2 separate regions of the Mus musculus genome follow, and region 2 is linked to region 1. Evidence: chromatin contacts called from public HiChIP or PLAC-seq data. All regions are on one chromosome and are shown on one strand. Each heading gives the region's core, a stretch centred on a gene start, on an enhancer-like site or on the middle of the called end of the contact. The rest is flanking DNA. Distances are from core to core; before and after follow the strand shown.

Region 1 (5,370 bases), core at 1,825-4,324:
TTTACAACATGTTCCTGGTGGCCTAGACTACGATCTTAAGCAAGAATAATGGGTAAGAAACCATCCCTTGAAATGGGGTCACTAACATGACCTTATCTCTGGGGAAACCAATGCTTTACTTTATAAATCATTTACAAAATTATAAAATAGTATTATGATAGATAAAAACTTTCCCAACAGCTGGGCAGTGGTGGCGCATGCCTTTAATCCCAATACTTGGGAGGTAAAGGCAGGCGGATTTCTGAGTTCAAGGCCAGCCTGGTCTACAGAGTGAGAGTAGAAAAACCCTGTCAAAAAACAAAACAAAACAAAACAAAACAAAACAAACAAACAAACAAAAAACCCAAAAAACTTCCCCAACAATAAAATTTCATATGGCTACAAGTGTGTCATTGGAGGTGGCTTTGGTATATGGTAAAGAAAGACTTAAATAAAAAGAATTAAAATAGTTTAAATTTACACATTGAAAATTTATTTTAAAAAATCAAGCATTAGATGTTAAACAATAATTGACCATAAAGATTTATTAACCTGCTCTCAGAAATATGCCACTAGCCTTGGATGACTGCTCCACTGAATATATCCTTTCAGAGTTGTAATGCTTGGATGGTTTCTATTATTAACAATGTTACCTGTTCTGTTTGTGATTCAGAGTTTGCGTGATTTTTGTGCTTTACTGAGCCAAATGATAATGATGGTATTTGTAATTGCTTCACTGAACACATCTAAGAGTTGTAATATTTGGGTTTTTTTTTTTTAATGTATAAAAACCCCTGCCTGAGACCTGCAAAATGCACTCAGATTCAAACTGCCTCTGTGTTTGTTTCTGTTTGTCCCCGCAAAATCCTTACCCACTTAGCTTTCCGGGACCCTCATTCCAGGGACCGCCATACCCGACTGGGGTGGTCTGTGGCAGAAACCCAGGCTCTAAAAGAAGGATTACTCCTGAGAGCAATCTCAGACATGTGCCTGCATGCACACACATGTGTATATGCCCACATATACAAACATTGCCACAAATACAAATATACTAAATTGTATTTCAATGAAGTTAGCTTTAAGAAAAACAAAAAACAAACAAACAAACAAAAAAAAAAAAAAAGGAAAGGCCAAGCCTGGCATGTTGGTAATATGCTAGTAAGTTCCGTGTGCAAGAGGCTAAAGCAGACCAGAGTTCACATCTAGCATGGGCTACAGGAAATGCTATCTCAAAAAGACAGACACCAGCAACAATTTGATCTGGGTGTAGGGTCCTATGCCTGCAACCTCAGCACTCCAGAGACAAGGGCAAGAGAATCCCAAGTACCAGACCGACATGACTATTAATACAGCATGTTCCTGGTTAACCTGGGCTGCATAGTGAGACCTTTCCTCAAAGCAACAACAAAAGCTCTACCAAGTTGCATCTACCTAATCTGATGCAAGACTTAGACCACTCCACTGTCTTCTCTACTGATCTCACCAAACAAATGGGGCAGTGTGGTGAGTAAGGGACAGGTTTGAGCCAGACTAGTATTCATTTCAGCTCCTACTAACGAGTGGTGTGAACAGGAACAACTTCCTTAACCTCTCTATGCTCATTTCCTCAACTTTAAATTAGCTAATTATGGAGAGGATTACATGAGATAATATACTAAAATGATTAAGAGGCCTAAGCTTGAAGAAAACATCGAAACAATGCTAACACCAGATAAAGATGTGCTGAAGAAAAGCAGGTTTGGGAGTCCAAGCACCTAAAATCTCAGCATGTGGAAGCTAAGGAGGACTGAGAGTTTAAGACCAGACTGGGCTCCATAATGAGGCCTTGTCTCATTAAAAAAAAAAAAAAAAAGAATTTAAAGGTTGTGATGGTGGTGGTAGTGGTGGTAGAGGAGGAGGAAGAAGAGTAGGAAGAGGGTTAGAGAGATGGCTTAGCAGTTAAAAGCACCAACTGCTCTTCCAAAGGTCCTGAATTCAATTCCCAGCAACTACATAGTGGCTCACAACCACCTGTAATGGGATCTTCAGGTGTGTCTGAAGAGAGCGACAGTGTACTTACATAAATAAAATTTTTAAATCTTAAAAAAGAAAAGAAGATACAGCAGTCAGAAATCAAAAGGGTTCACACACACACACACTGGAGTAAATAAAAACCAGACATTACACTAGACATATTGTATATAAATTAATGTAAAGTTCAAAACTAGACAAAATATGCTTTTGAGAGATGAAGGTATAGTTGCTCAAGTGGCTATGGGAATAATGACCGGGGCAATGCACGGGGTGGAAAGGGGCTTGGCTTGAACTGGTGTTAGTTACACGTATGTCCCCTAATATAAACTTTTTATATACACATTTCATAACTCACAAAAGTTCCATTTTTAAGCTCTAATACCTGGAAATTTTATATGGTTACTTTTTTCCCTCTTGGTCCTCTGCCTATTTTTCCACAAATGTTATCTCTACAGTATAAGTTGTGTGCAAGTCGCTTACTGATCACCCCTATCATACTTGAGTACTTTTAATTTCCTATCTGGTTCTGCCTTCACTCCTAAAGCCCGCCCCGCTACCATCAGAGGGGTGTACTTCAAAACGAATTTGACCAGGCTCCTGGTAATTACACACGGTTCTCAAGGAGACCAGATACTCGATGCTTTACACACTTGTTTAACCCACAGGTAGGAGGAAGCCCCATTTTACCGCTAGAGAACCAAAATACTCAGAGAAATTATATGACTCTCAAGGTCAAAGTTGAGAGAGGTGGTTGAACCTCTAAATCAGATTTTTTAAAAAAGCGGACTTTTGGGTGTCACCCTCACCTCCTCTACCTCAGTCTCGGGTGTGCTTCCTAGGGCAGGGTGGATCCAGTGAACGCGGGTCATGGGCACTACACTGTGCAAGGTATCGCGCAGCAAACCTCCGACCTCAAGTCATCTTGTTTTTCTTTCCTCGTTAACATCCAAACTAAATTCCCACTCCCTCCCGCGCCGACCCTCTTCTCAGTGAAGCTGTCAATAGAACACTGACCTGAGGCAGCTCTCACGGCGCCCGTGAAGATGGAAGCCGCCATCTTGCAGCCTGCCTACGGTGGCCGCAGTGGACTCAAAGTTACAAAGCAAAAGGATAAGAAACGTGGAGGAGGCGGAACTAAAGGGAACAGGCGTGGCCAAGGTTGAGCTCTTTGAACCTTGCCTTTCTGCCCTAAACCACCGTCTTCTTAATTACTTATTTTGCCTTTATGTTTGGGTTCGCGCACGACCCTGCGTGCTTATGGGGGTTAGAGAAAAACTTGCAGGAGTTGGTACTGTCTAAACTTTTGTTTGTTTGCTTTTGTTTTGTTTGAGACAGGTTTTGGGGGTTTTGTTTGTTTGTTTGTTGTTGTGTGTTTTGTTTTGTTTTGTTTTGTTTTAGATTTATGTATGTAGCCCTGGTTGACCTGGAACTAGCTCTATAGACCTAAGCTGGCCTCGAACTCACAGAGACCCGCTGCTGGGATTAAAAGTGAGAGCTACACTCCTCCCCTATACCCCAACTCAACTTCCCCATTTTTGAGACAAGGTCTTCCAAGATCCCGAAGGTGACTTGGGACTCCTGTACTCCAAGTGACCTTACTGCCAGTATAGATATGATAACAAGGATTACAGGCTCTGCTGCTGAGCCAGCATGGATTGTGTAAAGACACTTAAAACGAAAATAAAAAAGCAAAAATTAAGGTGAAAAGGGAAGAGAAAAGTCCAAAATAACAAGAAAAACAAACACCCCACAAATCTCATTTAGAGAGTGGCGGTTCAATTTTTGGCTTCAGGACTCTTACACTCTATTGAGGAACTAGTAGTGGTGGCTACACCTAGGGTAACAGCTCCATAGCAGGTTGAGGCTTGAAGACCTCAGAAAATTATTGAAAATTCAAAGAGCTTTAACTTATATGGTTATATCTACTGGTATTTGTTATACTAAAACTTAAAATTGGGAAAAATAGGGGGCTGGAGAGATGGCTCAACTTTTAAGAGCACTGACTGCTCTTCCGAAGGTCCTGAGTTCAAATCCCAGCAACCACATGGTTGCTTACAATCATCTGTAATGAAATCTGATGCCCTCTTCTGGGGCTGTCTGAAGACAATTACAGTGTACTTATATATAATAATAAATAAATCTTGAAAAAAAAAAACTCAGTTGTCTTTTTCCTACTGCTGCTACAAAAACTATGACAAACTCAGTGACTTAAATGCCATAAATTCACTATCAGAGTTTTGTAGGCCAGAAATCTAAGATAAATTCCAAGGACTAAAAATCAAGTTATACTAAGGCTGTGATTCTTCTGGAAGCTCTAGAAGAGAAGTCCTTTCTCTTGCTTTTTTCCAGTTTCTAGAAAATGTCTGAAATCCTTGGCTCATGAACACTTTTGTATTTATTTATTTATTTATTTATTTATTGTTTTGCTGCATAAACATCCACAGGCTAGAAGAAGGCATCATATCCCCTTCTGGTTGTGAGTCACCATGTGTCATTGTAAGTCCTCATGTGGTTTCTGGAAATTGAACTCAGGACCTCTGGAAGAGCAGCAAGTGCTCTTAACCGCTGAGCCATCTCTCCAGCCCCTAGTTTTGTATTTTGCAAAGACAGTGTCTTATTCCTCCCATCCTCCTTCAATCTTATAATCATACTTGACCTACCCAGATAATAAAAAGTGGTATTCTCATCTCAAAAATACTATATATTTAGTACTGGGAATTGAACTCATGACTCCTACATGCTAAGAATGCCTGCAATAACTGAGCTACAAAAAATTCTTCTTCTGGCTTTTGTTTGTTTGGTTTTTGTTGACATGTTCTCACTCTGTAGCCCTGGCCAGCCTGAGACAATCTGTGTAGACCAGGCTGTCCTTGAACTTAGAGATCTTTTTGCTTCTGCCTCCTTCGTAGTAGGATTGACAGACTCTTATATCCACAGAATGTTTTTTTCTTATAAGGTACCATATCCAAAGAGATTAGAAGAAAGAAGACATCCTGAGGGTCTGGTTGTTTTGCTTACCACACATGATTAAAATAGCAATCATAAATCCACTAATGTTAAACAAAACTAATAACTGTGAGAAATCTAAGGTCCAGCATAAAAAACAAATACATAAAAGAGCCCATTTATACATGGTGATCCATGCCTGTAATCACAGTATTTGATAACTTGAGGCAGGACAACTTGCCTCTAGTTAAAGGCCTGTCTGGGCAAGAGTGAGACCTTATTTATTAAAACAAATAAAACAAGAAAAGCATCAAAAACCTAAAAATCCCTGAGTTATGAAATTTGCTTCTACATTCAATTTCTTGTGATATTAATAAATCAAGTAATCTCTGTACAATTATGTGATTACCAGAATAAAAAGGCAAATAATAA
Region 2 (5,945 bases), core at 529-3,028, 66 kb before region 1:
GGAGGAGATGTGGACCTGGTTAGATTTGTGAATATGAAAGCTTATGCTGGCTGCAAGATGCTGAGGCCAAATTCAATGATCCTAGGCTTCCAGCATCTGCTGGTGGAGATCAACATCAGGAGAGGAAGCCATCCTTCCACAGAGCCTTAGCTGCTGTCTCCTCCTGTCTTAACCTCCATAATTCTTGGTCGCCCTTCCATATTGCCCAAGCCAAGATAGAAGGAAGTGTGTGGGTGGCTGTCTCAGGAAAAGGTGTTTCTAAGAATTATGTAGCAGTGAACGGGAAACCTTCAGGGGAGTTATTTCCCTGGCTTGAATGGTTCCCTGGATATGATGTTTTATGATTTCCATCAAGCAGGATGGGTGAAAATCATGTCTCTCTTTTTCCTTTGTCTCGTCTCTGCAGGCTTATATTTGGCACCCTTTATCCTGCATATTATTCATACAAGGCTGTGAAGTCCAAGGACATTAAAGAATATGTAAGTGAAGCCGCTCACTGGGGGCGGGTGGCTCAGCGTGAATGGTGGAGGAACTTGTCCCTTAGTCTGGGTCTGTGGCAGAAGGGAACCTATCACCCTTCTCATGTGACTCCTCAGAAGTCCTGTCCCCATCCAAAGCTGTCCCCTGTCCAGACCCTAAGTATCAAAGTGAGGAAAGCAGCGAACTGTAAGGAGAAACTGAATCTGGGACTCGGGGTCAGGTGCCATGGTGACTTCATCTCTCTGGCCAGTTCCCTCACCCGGGGAACTGCAGACCACAGACCACAGACCACCTTCTTCCCCCAGAGACGGCACACAGGTTTGAGAAGCCATGTGACCTGGGTTATTACCTGGCTCGCTGGTTCTGACCCGCTTCCAGTCTGTCCTCCGACACCAGTTTTAGCCTGGTTGACGTGTCAGCTCTTTGAGGGTGGGGGTGTTCCTAATCAGCTCTCTGCAGCACTTGGCAGAGAGCTGAGCCCATGGCAATGGAAAAGCAAAATCTTTTAAAGTATGAATGGATTAATTCAGAGCTAGCTTGAAAGTCATTATTTTCGTGGATTTCCCAAGAAGTCTTTATGATGAACACCTCCAGTTCAGCTGCAACCAAAGCCCAGCCCCCTTGCTCCCTGTTCCCAGAACCACTTACTTCAGCTGCTCCTAACAGGGGACCCAGAGTGGGTGACTTCTGGAGGCCCATCCCTGGTATGTGTGAGGACAGCCCTGTGCCCATGCTATAAATAGCCAAAAAGCTGCAAACACAGAGGCTCCCAGTTCTCAACTGACACAGCCCAGGCTAAAGCAATAGGCAGCTTCTTCTTCCAGTGCTTCCCCCTCCCGAGCCCTCCCCACCTGTGGTACTCAGCAGCTGGGCCTGGGAGGGAGGCCTTACTGAGGTCTCTGTAATTCAAGGCTGATCCGCTCCAGGGCAGGGGCTGAGCACGCTTGCTCGCAGGCAGCTGGGCGAGATCAAACCCTGGTAAATCGTTCTGTGCTGACTCAGCTCACAGGAGCCTGGTGTATGGCCAGAGTGGCAGCTCATTCATTTTGAGTGAGACCTAACTGACAAGTAGAACAGCTGTCTGTTGGCTGGGGTGTGCACACTTCCCCATGGGGGAGCTTGGCAGTTAAGGTTAGAAGGTTTCTGGGTAAAACTGGCTTTGGGAGATGGGAGCTGAGGAGAATCAGGGGAGACTTGCCTCCTCCTGCTGCCCCTCACACACGCACACTGTCACATATGTTCAGTGCGTACTCTCAAAGCCCCCACTCTAGCATGCTCAGTGCCATATCACATGTGCACTCACACGGTTCATGTTTCCTTCTTGTGGTCTGTTTGATTTTATTTCTGTTGCTGTGATGAAATGCTCGGACTAGGGGCTGGAGAGATGGTTCAGTGGTAAGAGCACTTGCTGTTTTTCCAGAGGACCTGAATTAAGTGGCTCTCAACACCTGTTACTCCAATTCTAGGGCATCTGATGCCCTTTTCTGCTCTCTGAAAGCACCTAAACACACATTACTACACACTCACGCACACACACACACACACACACACACTCACACGCAGAGAGAGAGAGCAAGGCACAGAGACACAGACAGACAGACAGGAATTAAAAAAATAAAAAGAAATCTTAAAACTTTAAATAAGGAAACACTTTGACCAAAAGCAACTTTGGGGAAGAAAAGAAGTTGGCTTAAACGTCTAGATGACTCCATCACTGATGATCTCCATCACTGAGAGAAGCAAGGGCAAGAACTCAAGCAGGATCTTAAAGGCAGGCTGCTTGCTAGTCATGCAGGAGTGCCTCTAACATAGAAATTCACTCACAGCCAAGGAAGTCTAGCAGAACCATGGCAAATGCTGTTTTGATGGCTCACTTGGGCTCATGGTCAGCTAACTTCCTTATACCACCTAGTACCACCTGCCCAGGGATTGGCGCTGCCCACAGTGGGCAGATCCCTCCCATATCAATTAACAATCAAGACAGTCTCTCATAGGCATGGCCACAGGTCAATTTGATCTAGGGAATTATTTTTCTTTTTTTCTTTCTTTTTTATTCTTCTCTCATATATTACACCCTGCCTGCAGTTTCTCTCCCCCCCCCCCCACCCACCTTCCCCTTTCTCCATGATCAACCCCCTTCCACCTCCCCTCAGAAAAGACCAGGCAGGCCTCCCAGGGACATCAACCAAACACTGGATAACAAGCTACAGTAAGACCCAGCAACAGTGAGGCCCGGCATGTACCATCATCAAGGCTGGACAAGGCAACCCAGCAGGAGGAAAGGAGTTGACAAAAGAGTCAGGAACAGCCCCTGCTCCCAATGTTAAGATTCCCACAAAAAAACACATCCGTAGCACATAAGTAGAGGACCTAGGTCAGACCCATACAGGTTCCCTGCTCTCTTAAGTTCCCATGAGTCCCAGTCAGTTGATTCTGTGGGCTGTGTGTCCCTGACCCGTCTGGCTCCTCTGATCCTTCCTCCTGCTCCTCTGCAGGGCTCCCTGGGCTGCCCAATGGTTGGCTGTAGGACTCTGCACCTGTCCCCATCAGTTGCTGGATGAACTCTCTCCGGACTCTTTGATGTTTGTTTTGTTAGGCTCTGGTCCCAGAACACGCTGCAGGCAGGACAAGCTATAGGTTGAAGGTCTTGTGGCTGGGTTGGTGTCCCAATCCCTCCACTTGAGGCCTTGCCTGGTTACAGAAGATGGCTGGTTCAGGCCCCCTGTCCTTCATTACTAGGAGTCTTTGCAAGGATTATTCTCGGAGAGCCCACGGGGTTTCCATTGCACTGGGTTTCCACCTTGCCATTGAAATGCCCCCCAATTCCAGTCATTTCTCTAAATATTTTCTGCCCCCCAACACCCTGTTCCCAACCCCACCCACCCTCAGTGCAGCCCTGAAATCTAGTCTATTTCGATCTCTTGAATTTCTTGATGAAGATTTTCTTCCATATGATTCTCAGCTGTGGCACCTCATAACCCCATTTGTACAGGAGACGACCTGGAACTTTCCCGGGACTCCAGCCTCTCCTTCACTATCCAGCTGCATCACTTCTCATGCCCAGTTGGTGACTGTGCCCATCATCCTCAGGGCCATGTCATCTCCCAACGCAGATCTCCTGTCGTTCTCTACAGCCGCTCCCTGGGGTCTGCTTCAGATCATTTTCCCTGAGAAGAGTCAGTGGTCTCTTGAACTAGCTTTTAAACATATTTATTTATTGTTTTTAAATTGGTTATACCCGAAATTATATTCATTATCTATAATTTATAAAATATGTACAAAAACATAGGTTATTGAATAATGCTATTTTATTTTATTTTATTTTATTTTATTTTATGGGTATGGATGTTTTGCCTGCTTGTCCTAGTGTACCATGTGCCCGCAGTGCCCTCAGTAGCCAGAAAAGGGCATCAAATCCCCTGGGACTGGAGTTACAGATGGTTGTGAGCCACCATGTAATTTATGGGAATTGAACCCAGGTCCTCTGGAAGAAGAGCCAGTACTCTCAATGGCTGAGCTCTCTCTTTAGCTCAGGATGATGCAAAATTTGAAGACTGTAACAATAACACCCTTGTGTCTACTAATATTTATAACGCTGAATAACTCCTTTTGGCTATACTCTCATTTTTATATTCTTTCGTTATTATTCTAAATTTCGTACAAAGTATCGGATTAGCTTATTGTCACTGTAACAAGTTACCATGAACTTCCCAGCATAGAACAGCATACATTATTAGATTCCATTGCTGAAGTGACAGGCAAGGCTGTTTCTCTTTGCAGTCTCTGAAGGAAAGAGTGTCTCTGCCTGGTCTGTGGCTCCAGGTGGCAGCTGCTCGCCAGCACACACCGCTTCCTCATTCTTTGGAGCCAGTGGTTTTGCATCTCTGAGCAGTCTTCCACAGGCATGGCTCCCTCTGACATCACTGGGAAGAATTCCTTTTTAAGGATGCGTGCAATTACAGTTGTTGACCTTCCTATCCCAGTGTCCTGAATAACTCTGTTAATTCCTATTGGCTATGTAGTGGTCACCATCCTCGGGGAGCCACTAATATTGAGTGAGACCCTTTCTCAAGACTGAAACTGTTGGAATTAATATTTCACAAATTAATTATTATTAATTAGTATAATTAAGTACTATTAATTAAATATAATTAATATGTCCACTAATATTAAACATAGTCTTTGGGCAGGAATAAGTGAAAGTTCGGGTGTGCCTCCCAGGGAATAAATTATTCACATCCTTATAGAAACAACACTTTGACTGAGAGGTTCTCTCTGACCTATGAAGGATACCTGAAGCACCAGGATAATTTGAAACTATGGCATCCATAGGACACCCAGTCAGTCTTCTCCAAGTTTTCCTAATCCTGAGCCTTTCTTTAAAAGTTTCATTTATATACATACTGAAGTCCCTGTTTGAAAATATTACTTTGGTTCTTTGCAGTTCAAGGTCCAGCCAAGAGCGTTGTTATTTTTGTGAAAGATTTTTGCTCTGTCGTCCAGGCTGACCTCGGCCTCATGATCCCCCTGCCTCAGAATCTTAAGCACTGGGATTCTGGCCAAGACTTTGAAGTGTCCATTTTAGGAGTTTTCCTCTTCTTGGCTTCCCTTCTTCTCTGAGGTTCTCCCTTCCTGAACTTGTCGCCAGTCTATCAGGCTCCTTCCCCAGAACTTTGGGGTTTTGGACCTCAGGCATAGTGAACCTAGATTTAAATCTATGATTCCTCCAAGGGTTGTACTTGTAAGCTTGCTCTGTCTGCGGACCAGCCATTTGCTTTCAGCGTCAAGGTGTGGTGGAGCAGAACTGTCCCTGAGTTAGGGAAGTGTGACAGGTGCAGGTGGCACTGCCTGGGGCCACCTCAGTGTCCACCGCCTTGGCACTGGGCAGCCATGACCCTGTCTACCAACTCTGCCTTCCTGTCAACAGGTCAAATGGATGATGTATTGGATTATATTTGCCCTCTTCACCACGGCAGAGACGTTCACAGACATCTTCCTTTGCTGGTAAGTGCTCCAGGGACTGGGATATTTCCAAGGGCATGGTGGTGGGGAGAGGTGGGCGGGATCTCCATCTTTCCTGGGACCACAGGAGCAGGACCAGCGTTGGGGTGTTAACTGGAGCCTCTTGAGATCCCTAAGAGCCCATGTTGTATAAGGCACTTGGGAAGTAGCATAGACTACACAAGCAGTTTCTCCACAAATGAGGTTGGTAATGTATCCACGTGTGAAAGAAGGAAAGAGACGGTATATAGAAGAATGCAATGACAGGGGCCGAGCCTATAGCTCAGGAGTAGCTCAGCCCAACACCACAAATTAAGTATGCAGTTAAAACACCACGTTTCCCTCCCAACCCATGTGCTCTTTCCATAACCACTATCCACACTTGTATCTCCTCTTAAAACATTGTGGGTGCCAGGTATAGTGGAACATGCCTTTAAGGGCAGCACTCCTGAGGCAGAGGCAGA

What was found. HiChIP or PLAC-seq counts read pairs in DNA pulled down with a chosen protein or histone mark.
Region 2: an H3K4me3 HiChIP or PLAC-seq map of the SCID.adh cell line shows a contact between it and region 1, with 14 read pairs. The contact joins the enhancer-like site here to the promoter of Mrpl35 in region 1. A contact is called at or near these places in 1 of 39 promoter capture datasets (macrophages), 3 of 115 datasets of contacts at active chromatin or transcription factors (the SCID.adh cell line and embryonic stem cells) and 3 of 9 other capture datasets (adipose tissue, embryonic stem cells and pancreatic islet).

Annotation. Positions count from the first base shown.
Region 1 is chr6:71,820,710-71,826,079 of GRCm38.p6, forward strand. It overlaps Mrpl35 (mitochondrial ribosomal protein L35), which reads right to left and starts at 3,075. Exons shown (of 4, transcript NM_025430.3): 1 at 3,007-3,075. The coding sequence starts at 3,049.
Region 2 is chr6:71,755,958-71,761,902 of GRCm38.p6, forward strand. Reep1 (receptor accessory protein 1) reads left to right here. Exons shown (of 7, transcript NM_178608.4): 2 at 407-479; 3 at 5,408-5,484. Among named protein-coding and RNA genes, the nearest start is that of Reep1, 51 kb to the left of the region's middle. Within about 2 kb of position 1,779, at least 136 of the 459 cell types and tissues checked have an H3K27ac peak or open chromatin away from gene starts, as enhancers often do. A contact at or near this core is called in the SCID.adh cell line, where this site is marked.